Regions from separate parts of the Oryctolagus cuniculus genome. Here region 2 is linked to region 1. A link is a contact called in public Micro-C data. All regions are on one chromosome and are shown on one strand. Each heading gives the region's core, a stretch centred on a gene start, on an enhancer-like site or on the middle of the called end of the contact. The rest is flanking DNA. Distances are from core to core; before and after follow the strand shown. Region 1 holds the start of FZD1 (frizzled class receptor 1). Region 2 overlaps CDK14 (cyclin dependent kinase 14).

Region 1 (6,140 bases), core at 2,678-5,177:
TATTTTAGGAGTGGGCATTTGCACTCAGTGTTACTCATGGAATGTCTATGGACTTCAATAAGACACAAGGCCTGCTCTAGCACTCACAGCTATGAGAACTTGGACAAATGATTTAACTGCTTTAAGCTCTAGATTCTTCATCCATTAAAAGGAGATAATTCTGCCCATCTCAAAGTACAGTTTAAGTGACAGTGTGTATATATATATATACATACTGTGTATATATGTGTATATATATATATATATATATATATGGTAGTTACTCCAAAATACAGTCTTAACCTGTGTTTACACTGTCTGTTATTCAACAAACACAACTGGAGCCCAACACCCACAAGCCAGTAACAAAAGAGCACACCTACAAGTTTAAGGTCCCTCCGGTTGCACCTGCTTGCGTGTCCGTGCACACCCGGCTGTACAGGTTTGTCAGGGAACTGATTCTCTATCTGGTAGTCAGCCACATTCAACCTGCCTTTAGCGGCAACCTGACTCCAATATTGAGGAGGAACCAGGGTCTGTTTACAGTCTGACCTAATTGAAATATTTTTATTCCCAAGTTCATACAAGTTCATACTTAGTAATCTGCGCATCTCAAACCAATGTATTTTAGACTAATGTCACAATATGCAACTCCTATTTCTCTTCTAACATTTTGTTACTCATCGCCTCCATCACCTCCCAGAAGCCCCCTTCCATAACACCGGCTCCTAGAGGCACCGCTTGCTTCCTTTTTTTTTTTCCTTTAAGATTTATTTATTTATAGTCTTCCATCTGCTGGTTCACTCCCCCAGATGGTGGCTGGCAATGGCAAGGGCTGGCCAGGCTGAAGACAGCCCAGTACTGGGGCCATTTTCTGCTGATTTCCCAGGCACATTAGCAGGGAGCTGGATCAGAAGTAGAGCAGCCAGAACTTGAATAAACACCTGCATGGGATGCTGGCATCACAGGCGGTGGCTTTACCCACTACACCACATTGGCGGCCCCTAGTAGCTTCCCTTCTGGCACATAGATTTGATCAACAGAATACTGTATTGATGTGATAGATAAATAGAAAGTCAGCTTTGTTGATGGTTTTTAATTTGAAAGCCAGAGAGAGGGAGAGAGAAAGGGAGCAAGTTCCCACCTGAAGATTCACTCCCCAAATGCCTGCAAGAGCCAGGGCAGGGCCAGGAGGGTATCATGACTCAATCTGGGTCTTCCACGGGGATGGAAGAATCCGATCACTCACATCACCTGCTGCCTCCCTCCCAGGGTATTAACAGGAAGCTACAATGGGGAGCAATGCCAGGATCAAAATCCAGACACTCCAAGGGGGGATCCAGTGTTCCTGGTAACACCTTAACCACTGCTTCAAACAGAGGACCTTGTAGGTTTTTAACTATGGGAAGCAGCTCTTAGAAAATGACTTTAAAAAGAAAAAAAATGATCTATTTTATTTATTTGAAAGGCAGAGTTACAGAGAAGGGGGAGACAGGGGTCTTCCATCTGCTGGTTCACTCTGCAAAAGGCCACAACACCCATGGCTGGGCCAGGCCAAAGCCAGGAGCCAGGAGCTTCTTCCAGGTCTCCCATGGGGCTGCAGGGGCCCAAGGACTTGGGCCATCATCCACTGCTTTCCTAGGCATATTAGCAGGGAGCTGGATCAGAAGTGGAGCAGCTGGAACTTGAATGGGTGCCCATATGGGATGCTGGCAATGCAGGCAGTGCCTCAACCCACTATGCCACAACATGGGCCCAGAAAATGACTTCTCAAAAAAAAAAAAAATTATGAAGTCTTTTTTAATGCAGTGTATTGAGGAAGAATGACAGAAAATTGGCTTCAAAAATTAAAAGAACCATGGTTACTCAACAGAATATAGAAAGGATTAAAATAAGCATCAAATGAAAGTTATGCCAAAAAAAATTTTAAAAGCTATTTCACCTGAGGCACGTCCCTTAACATTTCTGGGCCTTGTGTTCTTAGTTGTAAACTGGAGAGAAACGAGTTCCTAGGTGATGTCTTTGGCACCTTCCAGTTCCGTGATCTGGTAGGATTGACATCCCCAGCCCCTTTAACTCTGGCTGCTCCCTTGAGGCTCCTATGGGGAAACTGCACCACTGGGTGGAAGATTAAACAAGTTCAAGACTTTCAGTAGAGAGACTCGGGAAACAGGAGCGCGTCACCTCCTCTAAGAAAAAGTACCGCCTTCTCCACCAAGGTCCCTACATGCTCTGGCTTTGGAGAGAGGAATCTGGGGTGGTGGTAGTTGTTCGTGTTGAATGTAGGAGCCACGTGGGTGCAGGGGCCCAAGGACTTGGGCATCTTCCACTGCTTTCCCAGGCCACAGCAGAGAGCTGGACTGGAAGAGGAGCAGCCCCTAGACTAGAACCAGTGGCCATGTGGGATGCCGGTACCGCAGACCCATTACGCCACAGCGCCGACCCCTCCATTAATATTTGAAAACCAGTACCGTGCATCTAACACAAACAGTCCTCAATTTGTTTTAACAGGTAAAGATGCGACTGCACGTCCTTAAAACCCCAGTAGGCATGGTGCTGAAATCCAACTGCTGGTGGGCCTGCCTCCAAGTAACACCTGGCCAAGCAGTGACCTGCGCTGCTCACTGCTCGCCCAGGGGGAAAGCAGCCATCCATAGCTCCCTATTGTCCCTATAATTTGGTCCAAACTTCCTGCTATGAACTCCAGCCTTTTCTCCTGCTTCCTCAGCCCGGGAACGCTCACCTCCCCTGGCCCTTTCACAACCTAAGCGCCTGCCCGTCTTCAGCACCCTCCCTATCCCCTCTGCTGGCTGTGGCCCCTGAGCCCTCTGTCTCTGGGACAGAAGTTAGGGGACCGCAGTAGGCTCCCTGGCCCTGCCGCGCTATGCAGCCCTCCCTGTCTGGACCGTGCCTCTCTTATCTCCTAGGTCTGCGTGCTGCAGGTTGGGAGCCTGCTAAGTCTCTAAATGAGTGGACCATCCATCTATGAACGATAGACAGTGACTGGAGACCTCCACCCCCCGTCCTCCTCGGGAGCACAGCTAACGCACACAACGGCACTTCGCGGATTCAGCCGTCACGTAATGAGCCCATCACAAGGTCACTGCCCGAGAAGCAAGGGTGGGCACTGCTGCGACGGCGCGAGTGGGTCTGGGGTGAGTCGTGCTTTTTTGTTTCCAGACACCTGGGTTTTGGACTGGCGTCCCCAGCTCCGCGCCCCCGTCAAAGACCCCGGACCCGGCGGTGCAGGCAGGGGCTCGGGCAGGCTCTGAGCAGCGGCCCCTGCCCCCAAGCCCCCCGGCGCTCGACTCCGCTACCCGCGGGGCCCCCAAGGGTTTTTCTCTGCTTCTGCTCCTGTCTCGAGGAGTTGGGCTGCCAGGAGAAAGCGGCGGAAGGGGCGCCCATGGCTTGACTTCCCAGACACCATCCAAGTTTGCATGTGCGTCCGGGATCCGCGAACTTCCGCGGCGGGGGTTCGGAACGGCGCTCCGGGTCCACGCGGGCCGAGGCAGCCGCCCGCCGGCGACGCCCCCGCGTGCTGCCGCTGACCAGCGTCCAGGGCAGGACGCTAAGCACGGACACCGGTCCCAGCAGAGCCCAGCTCGGCCCCCGCTCCGCCCGCCGCTTCTTGTGCTTTTTCTCCCGCAGCCTGCGGGGCCATTCGCAAAGGCGAGCGCAAGCAAGCCTATGCCGCTTCCTAGCAAACCCACTCTTTGTGCCTCAGCGCTGCTTCTGCTACCACCACTACTTCCTCCTCCTCCTCCTCCTCCTCCTCCTCCTCCTCCTCCTCCCCCTGCCGCCGCCGCCGCCTCCTCCCGCGCGCCAGCCCGCCCGCCCGCCGCCGCCGGCGTGTGCTGGGCGAGTAGGCGGCGGGCTCCCTCTGCGTCGGGAAACCGGTGCCGCGATTGGGCGACGGTCCCTGAGCCTCCAGTTCCGCGTCGGTTTCAAGGCTCCTCCCTCCTGGTGAAAGACAGACTGCGGGGCGCCTGGAAACCGGTCGGAGGGCGCGCGAGGGAGAGGAGAGGCAGCGAGTTGAGGGATTGACACAAATGGTCAGGCGGCGGCGGCGGAGAAGGAGGCGGAGGCGCAGGGGGGAGCCGAGGCCGCTGGGTTGCGGGGAGTTGCGCGCTGCACGGGGCCCAGGCCACTAGCGCGGCGCCGCCAGCCGGGAGCCAGGGAGCCGAGGGCCAGCAAGGCGGGACGCGACCCCGGCGCGCCCGAGCCACCCGGGCTCTCCCCGCCGCCCGCGCTTCATGAACCGCAAGTTTCCGCGGCGGCGGCGGCGGCTGCGGGACGCGGAGCGGGAGCCGGGGGAGCGGGCCGAGCGCGGCTCGGGCTCGACGGACGGCACCGGCGGGGACCGGGTCTCCCCGGACGCAGGGGACGCCGCCGCTGCCGCCGCCGCCGCCGGCCGCGCCACTGCCAGCCGAGCGGCGCGGAGAAAGGAGCCCAGAAAGTATGGCTGAGGAGGAGGCGCCTAAGAAGTGCCGGGCCGCCGCAGCGAGCCGGGAACTTTGCGCCGGGGCGCTCCGGGCCGGGCCGGCCGAGGCGGGCAGCGGGGACGCGGGCGGCCCCCGCCGGCCCCGTCGATCGCGCCGCCCCTCGGCGGACCCCGGGCGCTTGGCCCGCCGGCTGCTGCTGCTGCTGCTCTGGCTGCTGGAGGCCCCGCTGCTGCTGGGGGTCCGCGCGCAGGCGGCGGGCCAGGGGCCCGGGCCGGGGCAGCAGCCCCCGCCGCCGCCGCCTCCGCCGCCGCCGCCCCAGCAGCAGCAGGGCGGCGCGCAGCAGTACAACGGCGAGCGGGGCATCTCCATCCCGGACCACGGCTACTGCCAGCCCATCTCCATCCCGCTGTGCACGGACATCGCGTACAACCAGACCATCATGCCCAACCTGCTGGGCCACACGAACCAGGAGGACGCGGGCCTCGAGGTGCACCAGTTCTACCCGCTGGTGAAGGTGCAGTGCTCGGCCGAGCTCAAGTTCTTCCTGTGCTCCATGTACGCGCCCGTGTGCACCGTGCTGGAGCAGGCGCTGCCGCCCTGCCGCTCCCTGTGCGAGCGCGCGCGCCAGGGCTGCGAGGCGCTCATGAACAAGTTCGGCTTCCAGTGGCCCGAGACGCTCAAGTGCGAGAAGTTCCCGGTGCACGGCGCGGGCGAGCTGTGCGTGGGCCAGAACACGTCCGACAAGGGCACGCCGACGCCGTCGCTGCTGCCCGAGTTCTGGACCAGCAACCCGCAGCACGGCGGCGCGGGCCACCGCGGCGGCTCCGCCGGGGGCGCGGGCGCGGCGGAGCGCGGCAAGTTCTCCTGCCCGCGCGCGCTCAAGGTGCCCGCCTACCTCAACTACCACTTCCTGGGCGAGAAGGACTGCGGCGCGCCCTGCGAGCCCACCAAGGTGTACGGGCTCATGTACTTCGGGCCCGAGGAGCTGCGCTTCTCGCGCACCTGGGTCGGCATCTGGTCGGTGCTGTGCTGCGCCTCCACGCTCTTCACGGTGCTCACGTACCTGGTGGACATGCGGCGCTTCAGCTACCCGGAGCGGCCCATCATCTTCCTGTCGGGCTGCTACACGGCCGTGGCCGTGGCCTACATCGCCGGCTTCCTGCTGGAGGACCGCGTGGTGTGCAACGACAAGTTCGCCGAGGACGGCGCGCGCACGGTGGCGCAGGGCACCAAGAAGGAGGGCTGCACCATCCTCTTCATGATGCTCTACTTCTTCAGCATGGCCAGCTCCATCTGGTGGGTCATCCTGTCGCTCACCTGGTTCCTGGCGGCCGGCATGAAGTGGGGCCACGAGGCCATCGAGGCCAACTCGCAGTACTTCCACCTGGCCGCCTGGGCCGTGCCCGCCATCAAGACCATCACCATCCTGGCGCTGGGCCAGGTGGACGGCGACGTGCTGAGCGGCGTGTGCTTCGTGGGGCTCAACAACGTGGACGCGCTGCGGGGCTTCGTGCTGGCGCCGCTCTTCGTCTACCTGTTCATCGGCACCTCCTTCCTGCTGGCCGGCTTCGTGTCGCTCTTCCGCATCCGCACCATCATGAAGCACGACGGCACCAAGACGGAGAAGCTGGAGAAGCTCATGGTGCGCATCGGCGTGTTCTCGGTGCTCTACACCGTGCCCGCCACCATCGTCATCGCCTGCTACTTCTACGAGCAGGC
Region 2 (6,182 bases), core at 2,621-5,120, 190 kb before region 1:
AAAGTGAGAAAGATCTTTGTGGACACAAAAGGAATCCTCATCTGGCGACCCACGAAGCTGATGCCTTCACTACCCTGATCTCCCCTCCAGGATGGAAGCCGGCATGTTTACAGCGTCATCAGGCACCGCTCTGTTAACCTCGGAAGCACGGGTGTGGTCATCAACAGGGGAGCATCCTGGTCCTTCTGATGTGGTTCATGAGAGCGATGCCAAAGGCGACTGCGTTGCCAGCTGGTGCTCCAGCATTTTCATTGTTGGCACAGGCAGCAAACTCTGGATTTCTCTCCCCTGTTGCTGAGGGGAGTGATGAGAGACCGGTGGCCAAATGGCAGTGGGGGAAGCGATCTCTCTCTCTCAGTGACATTGTTGGAAAGGATTTTACACTAAGTATCATGCAGTGCAAAAAAAGAAATAAATACAGAGACACAAGGACGTGTGTGTGCAAAGAGGCATACCAAGGCATTAGTTGTCATATCATCAGGACTGAAAGATTACTGAAGTCTATTCTGTATCACTTTGTTATTTAACCAGATTGTCCCATGACAAATGTCAATACACATGCCAAGACCTTGGTGCTTTGGCTTTGAGCAGGTATAAATGCTACTCATTTTAAGGAAGAAGACCCAGCATTATTTGGTCAGAGAAGTCTTCATGGAAAAAAAAAAAAAAAAACAAAACAAGTCTTATTCAATGGAGTATAGGTAATATTCTGAAACAATCTGAAAGTTTGAAGGTTTCAAATTAGATTTTCCAATCTAATTAAAACTTAAGTTATTCTAAGACATGATTAGAAACAAGATTACGAAATAAATCATCCTAGACAAAACACAAAATAAAGCCAGGCCTCATTATGTAAAATGTTGCACTCCTTTCTGTTTTCCTCAGCAGCTATCCTGTCTGAAGGTGAGGACCTTACTGTGGCTAGCCTAACTGTGACCACACCCAATGTCTTTTTTTAAAAGTTGAGTTTTCTTCAACATGCTTTCAGTGTAAACATTTGATACAAAGATTGTTTATCATTTTTCTTTTCTATTTCAGAACGTTTTACCCTGTACAGCTCTAAAAACCTTAGACAAGCATGGAATAAGTAAGTCTTTATACAGATTATGTTCATTCTTTCTCTCTCTCAATATTTATAATTCCTGATCAGTTTGTCATGAAATTTTAAAAAATTTGTTCTTGTAGCCATTAAATCACTGTGACACCCTCACCATGTGCCAGCTACTGTGTTCAGTCTGAGCCAGTGTTCAGTAGAAGTTTGGGTTCCTAGAGCAGTGTGGCATGGCTTCAGGTCCCGAGTCCTAAAATGTACTGTGGTTAGTCTTCTTGGAACTGAATTGCAAGAAAGATTTTAGTATCAGCAAAATTACACTTTGAAAACAGAATAAAGTGACTGACTTTCCAATCCAAATGGTGTTAGTGACAGCTTTTGAGCGAGATAAAATTGCTCATTCACCAATTTTCAGCTTACCAATTTTTCCCCTAAGTTTTGTTGGGAAGCTAAAGTATATAAGTATGTCCTCTGATTATTTTATTGCTATTATCTCTCTTGTCCTGTTGAAATATTTTTATTTATATTGGTTTTAAAATTTCACAAAATCTGAAGGTCTAGCTCTTATAAGTTATCCGGGAATCTTCTGGGAAGCCAACTCATTAGAAATCATCAGAAGTCAGAAAACAAACTCACCGGGTCCCTCCTGTTTACTTCTGGGCATCACGTTTGAAGCATGATGCTGGGGAACAGATAACCAAAATGGCTTTGATTAAATAAACTGTCATTTGTCATAACAAAATTTTAGCTGAGGAATTTGGTGTTTCAATATCTCTTTTTACTGTAATGGCATGTTTAATTTTGGACCCATTGGTTATGAAGATGAAAAAAAATTTTATATTAAAAATACTTGAAACAATTGCTGTTAGGAATATAGTGGACACCTGATTGTGAAGAGATTATAGAATTAGTATGCAAAATTCCACAGGAGTTTACTAGAGGGATTTGGTGATTTATTGTCATTAAATCTGTATGTAGAACACACCATTGTCATCATTTTGTTTAACACCAGGTTTTGCCTTTGCCAATGAAAGTGTCACTTCTCAGTCTCACCCTGCTACTGTAATGTCCTATGTCTGCTCCTCCCCTTTGACCTACCTGCGTATAACCAATGTCTAACATATTTAAATTACGTGCCTTTATTTATACTGTGCACACTTCCTCCCTTAATTAAATGATCACGTTCCTATCATAATTGATCTAAAAGTTTTGTTCAACCAAGTAACCACTTTATGAAACGATTCTTGATGAAGTAGTTGAACCTCTACCTTATGTGAATGTCCTTCAAAAAGTTTGTGGTGGGGCCAGCATTGTGGCGCATAAGGTAAAGCCTCCTCCTGCAAGCCAGCAGCCCATATTGGAGTGCCAGTTCATGTCCTGGCTGCTCCACTTCCAATCCAGCTCCCAGCTAATATGTCCAAGTACTGTGGGCCCCTGCTTCCTACATGGGAGATCCAGAGGGACCTGACCTAGGCCTCACTATCATAGCCATGGGGAATGAACCAGCAGATGGAAGATCTCTGTTTCTCACTCTCTCTCTCTCAAATAATAAATTTTTTTTAAAGTCCATGGAAATGGAATTAAAAGATGAGTTTGTGCGTTTAGGGACAGAGGTTGTTGTGCTACTTAGGATGCCTGCGTCCTACATTGGAGGGTGTGGTTTGGATCCCAGGTACCCATGCCTCTAACCTAGCTTCCTGCTAATGTGCATCCTGGGAGGGGGCAGAAGGTGGCTCAGTGTCCTCCCTCCTACTGGGGAGACTTGGATGGAATTCCTGGCTCCTGGCTGCAGCATGACCTAACTCTAGCTATTGTGAGCATTTGGGGAGTAAACCAGTAGATGGAAGAATGTCTGTCTGTCTCTCCCTCTCTCTGTCACTCTCTGCCTTTCAGCCAAAAATATTGTTATTAAAATGAGTTTATTTTGGTTCCAAAAACACTTGAATCCATGCATGGTTTCTTCGTAATGCTCAATTCCCATGGACTGTTTGAAGGCCTCTCAGCATTTATGGGGAATAAAGCATTGGAATTGTAGATTTTATCATCAGGATTAATTCAGAGACATCTAATAAACTGAACCCTACCGTCAGATTACATTTTAAATATTTTAGGGAAAATATTAAAGGCCAGACTTGAGATAAGACTTTAAAATTATGAACATGGCTTGTTTAGTAGCCATCTTCATGACTATTTTGAAGTTCCCACAAGTCCTATTTTTTGTTGCCTTAAGGCTTCAATTCAGAAACACCAAGTAATAACATCATCACTAGGCATATTATTAAAACATTACTTTCTGGGATGCAGTATTAAGTGTTGAATCTTTGGAGCCAAGCTATAGCCTCCAGCCAACGTTAGAGAACCGAGAATTCTGAGAGATTAATTCTGCTATTGATTCTTCCTCCAAATCGACCTTGCAGCCGTCATCGACATTCCGACGTCTCCCACTTGAGGAGTGCGATCTGGAGTCGAGAGAACCACATTAAAAGACCGTTAAACAAACGCCGCTTTCCCCCATTGCCGCTAACTAATTTGTCTGTCCTACAGCACAATTAATAAACTGAAGTAATTGGTAAATTCTCCGGTACAGGTTCCAAATAAAGTGAACTAATTTGCAAGAACTAATTTGAATCCTATTTATATAGGTTAATATAAGATGGGTGGGTGACTGTTCAAAGTTAAGTACCTGTGCCTTGATAAATACCCGTTAGCCCAGCTCTTACAGCCAGCAGACAGGTTAGGCCACTTGGAGAGCAGCAGTAGCTTGAGCTGTGGACCTGTGAGTGCTTTTCACGGCTGGAGCACGTGACCCGGTTTACTTGGGGGCCACGCTTGCCCTGGGTAACACCCATGTAGCACTCTGCTGAGTTCATTCCCGGCAGCAACCATGGGTGAGATTCTGTCCTTTGAGAGTTGTTTTTTAAATGTTCTGACAAGACAAAGCAGTAATGGGGGAAATTTTCGAATGATCCAACAGACATCCAAACTCAAAAGGATATTGTATAGAGAAAAGCTCAATTATAGTATTGAGAATAATAAATTTGTATCAATAAAGAAGCCCTTTTATTCCCTTATCCTGGAAGTGCATGAACCATGCGGGCTCTTCCTGCATAAGGGGATTTTGGATAAAAGGGAGACAAGTCTTAATTTTATAAAAACACGTCTTGTTTTCTGCCTGCCTTCAAAACATTCCATTTGATTTCATTGAGTTATAAAGACTCTCCCTATTTCTCCTCCAAATCTCTCTATTTATAGTTGCCTGACATTGGCATGTATGTGCAATCAACCAAGAATTTCAGCCACTTAAAAGATCTTTTATTATTTTGGCTGCAGAGGAAGCCTTAGAAAATGCTCTCCAGCGCAGTCAAGGGTAAGATTCCAGGAACACATTTGCTTGTTTTGGAACTTCTGAACCGCTGAACAATTTGGGAGGTTTGAAAGTATCAGAAAGAGAACTGAGGATCAAACCACAAGGTTGCTGAAGACAGAACTCTTGGCTGGTGAAGTGAAAGGGCCAACAAGCTCTGTGGTGCTGGGTAACCCTTCCTCCTGCTTGCCCCGCCCCACTCTGCTTCTGCCCATAATCCTTCTGCTAGTTGAGTGCAACTGCATTTCTCCTAAGAATGTATCAAAATTGATATTTTAAGCGTATGGCAAATATGTAAGCATTGTGATAAAGCTTGGCTTTTGGGAAACACAAAAAGCCGAGAAGAAAACATTTATCTACTATGTCTGAATGCACCTGCTAAGCCACAAATCCTAATTTAGGATATTTAGAATTGTTTTCAATTTAGTGCTCTTGGATTTTCCATGAACATTTTATCTGATTTGATGTTTGATGTTTGATAACTTGATAGATAGTGATGTTATATGTGCATAAAACTCAGTATATTCAGAATGTAATTTGAAGGGATAATGAGTGTGTCGCTGGTTCTCCATTGCATTTTTCTAGTCATCATGGCTGATGTAGCCCCATAAGATTTAAGTCAGTGCCTTCTCAAGAAACTGAAAGACCTTGTTTTCCACTCTGCCCTTTTCTCAGTTGATCTAAAATTGTCTGACATAATAATGTATTGCGAGGCAAGTTAGAGAGGAAGGCAAGGACCCTGTTACGGCACTAGGGGGCACAGTTGATTTGAGTCAGATCTTAAAATCATTCCCCCACTTCTACTTTTTTCATTGTTGTTCATTTTTGTTATAATTCTATTTACATCAAAGTAACAGTTTTAATTTATTTAGTGCCTAGAGACTTCTCCTTGTAATATTTTCAAAGAAATTATTCGATACATCATTGATTTACTTTTGGGGGGGAAACAGGTTTATTGGGATGATGTGTTCAGCAGCAGACACTTTAGAATTGCAGCCTCTTGCCTCGTCGATTGCCCAGCCTTGTGGGTATGAGGCCTGCATTAGAAGCCTTCGTGGGCTGCAGTTCCTCACCCTTGAAATCATAGTTTCCAACACAGGGATCAGCACGTCCCAGCAGATCTCTCACCTAACCTTGGATACCTGCACATGGTATTTGGAGGCCCCCAAAGACCCAGCTGCTTGCTTGAAAGTTTACACCACAGAGCTAATTCGTTTTCATAAGAGCAAATCATTAGTTCAGTTGCTGCAGGCGTTAACACAGCTGTGATGTTAATCAGAGCCACTAAACCCCTTGCTACCTAAGGGAGGGCAGTTATTCCAGGAACCAGAAGATTGGATGCTTGAAAGGGAAAGGAGGAGGGCCTAACAGGAGATGCATCCCAGGCTCTGATGGGAGACCTAGAAAACCTCAAAGAGGACAGAATCAAGATCTGTCAAGTGACACAGGAAGACAAAGAAGAAGCCATCGAGAGAAAGGTGGTATGTCGCTCCCCCTCTTCGTGGAGGAACGATACTAAACCCTGCGCTGTTCTTTTGTCTGCTCGGCCCTCCCCGGGTTTGCTGCTGGTTCTTCCCGGGTTAGCTACCGTCCCTCCACCTCCGTGGAGGGGCGGGACCCCTGCCACTTTCCCCACTTCCGCAGGGGAGCGGCACACTGCCGGCCGGCTCTCGGGGGCTGCTCAGATGTTCCTCAGGTGTTCCTTCAGATAGATGTTCCTGGTGCATGTTGTCTCTCTCCTCCTTTATAGTCCTCTTCCACCAATCC

What was found. Hi-C and Micro-C count contacts between places; a contact is called where the count stands out from the background.
Region 2: a Micro-C map of ear pinna shows a contact between it and region 1, with 4 times the contacts expected there. The contact joins the enhancer-like site here to the promoter of FZD1 in region 1. A contact is called at or near these places in 2 of 6 Hi-C or Micro-C datasets (ear pinna and skin fibroblasts).

What each region holds. Positions count from the first base shown.
Region 1 is chr16:44,330,168-44,336,307 of mOryCun1.1, reverse strand. It overlaps FZD1 (frizzled class receptor 1), which reads left to right and starts at 3,927. Exons shown (of 1, transcript XM_008261754.4): 1 at 3,927-6,140. The coding sequence starts at 4,438.
Region 2 is chr16:44,516,714-44,522,895 of mOryCun1.1, reverse strand. It overlaps CDK14 (cyclin dependent kinase 14), which reads left to right. Exons shown (of 13, transcript NM_001171277.1): 11 at 1,039-1,087. Among named protein-coding and RNA genes, the nearest start is that of FZD1, 190 kb to the right of the region's middle. Within about 2 kb of position 3,870, at least 1 of the 8 cell types and tissues checked has an H3K27ac peak or open chromatin away from gene starts, as enhancers often do. A contact at or near this core is called in ear pinna, where this site is marked.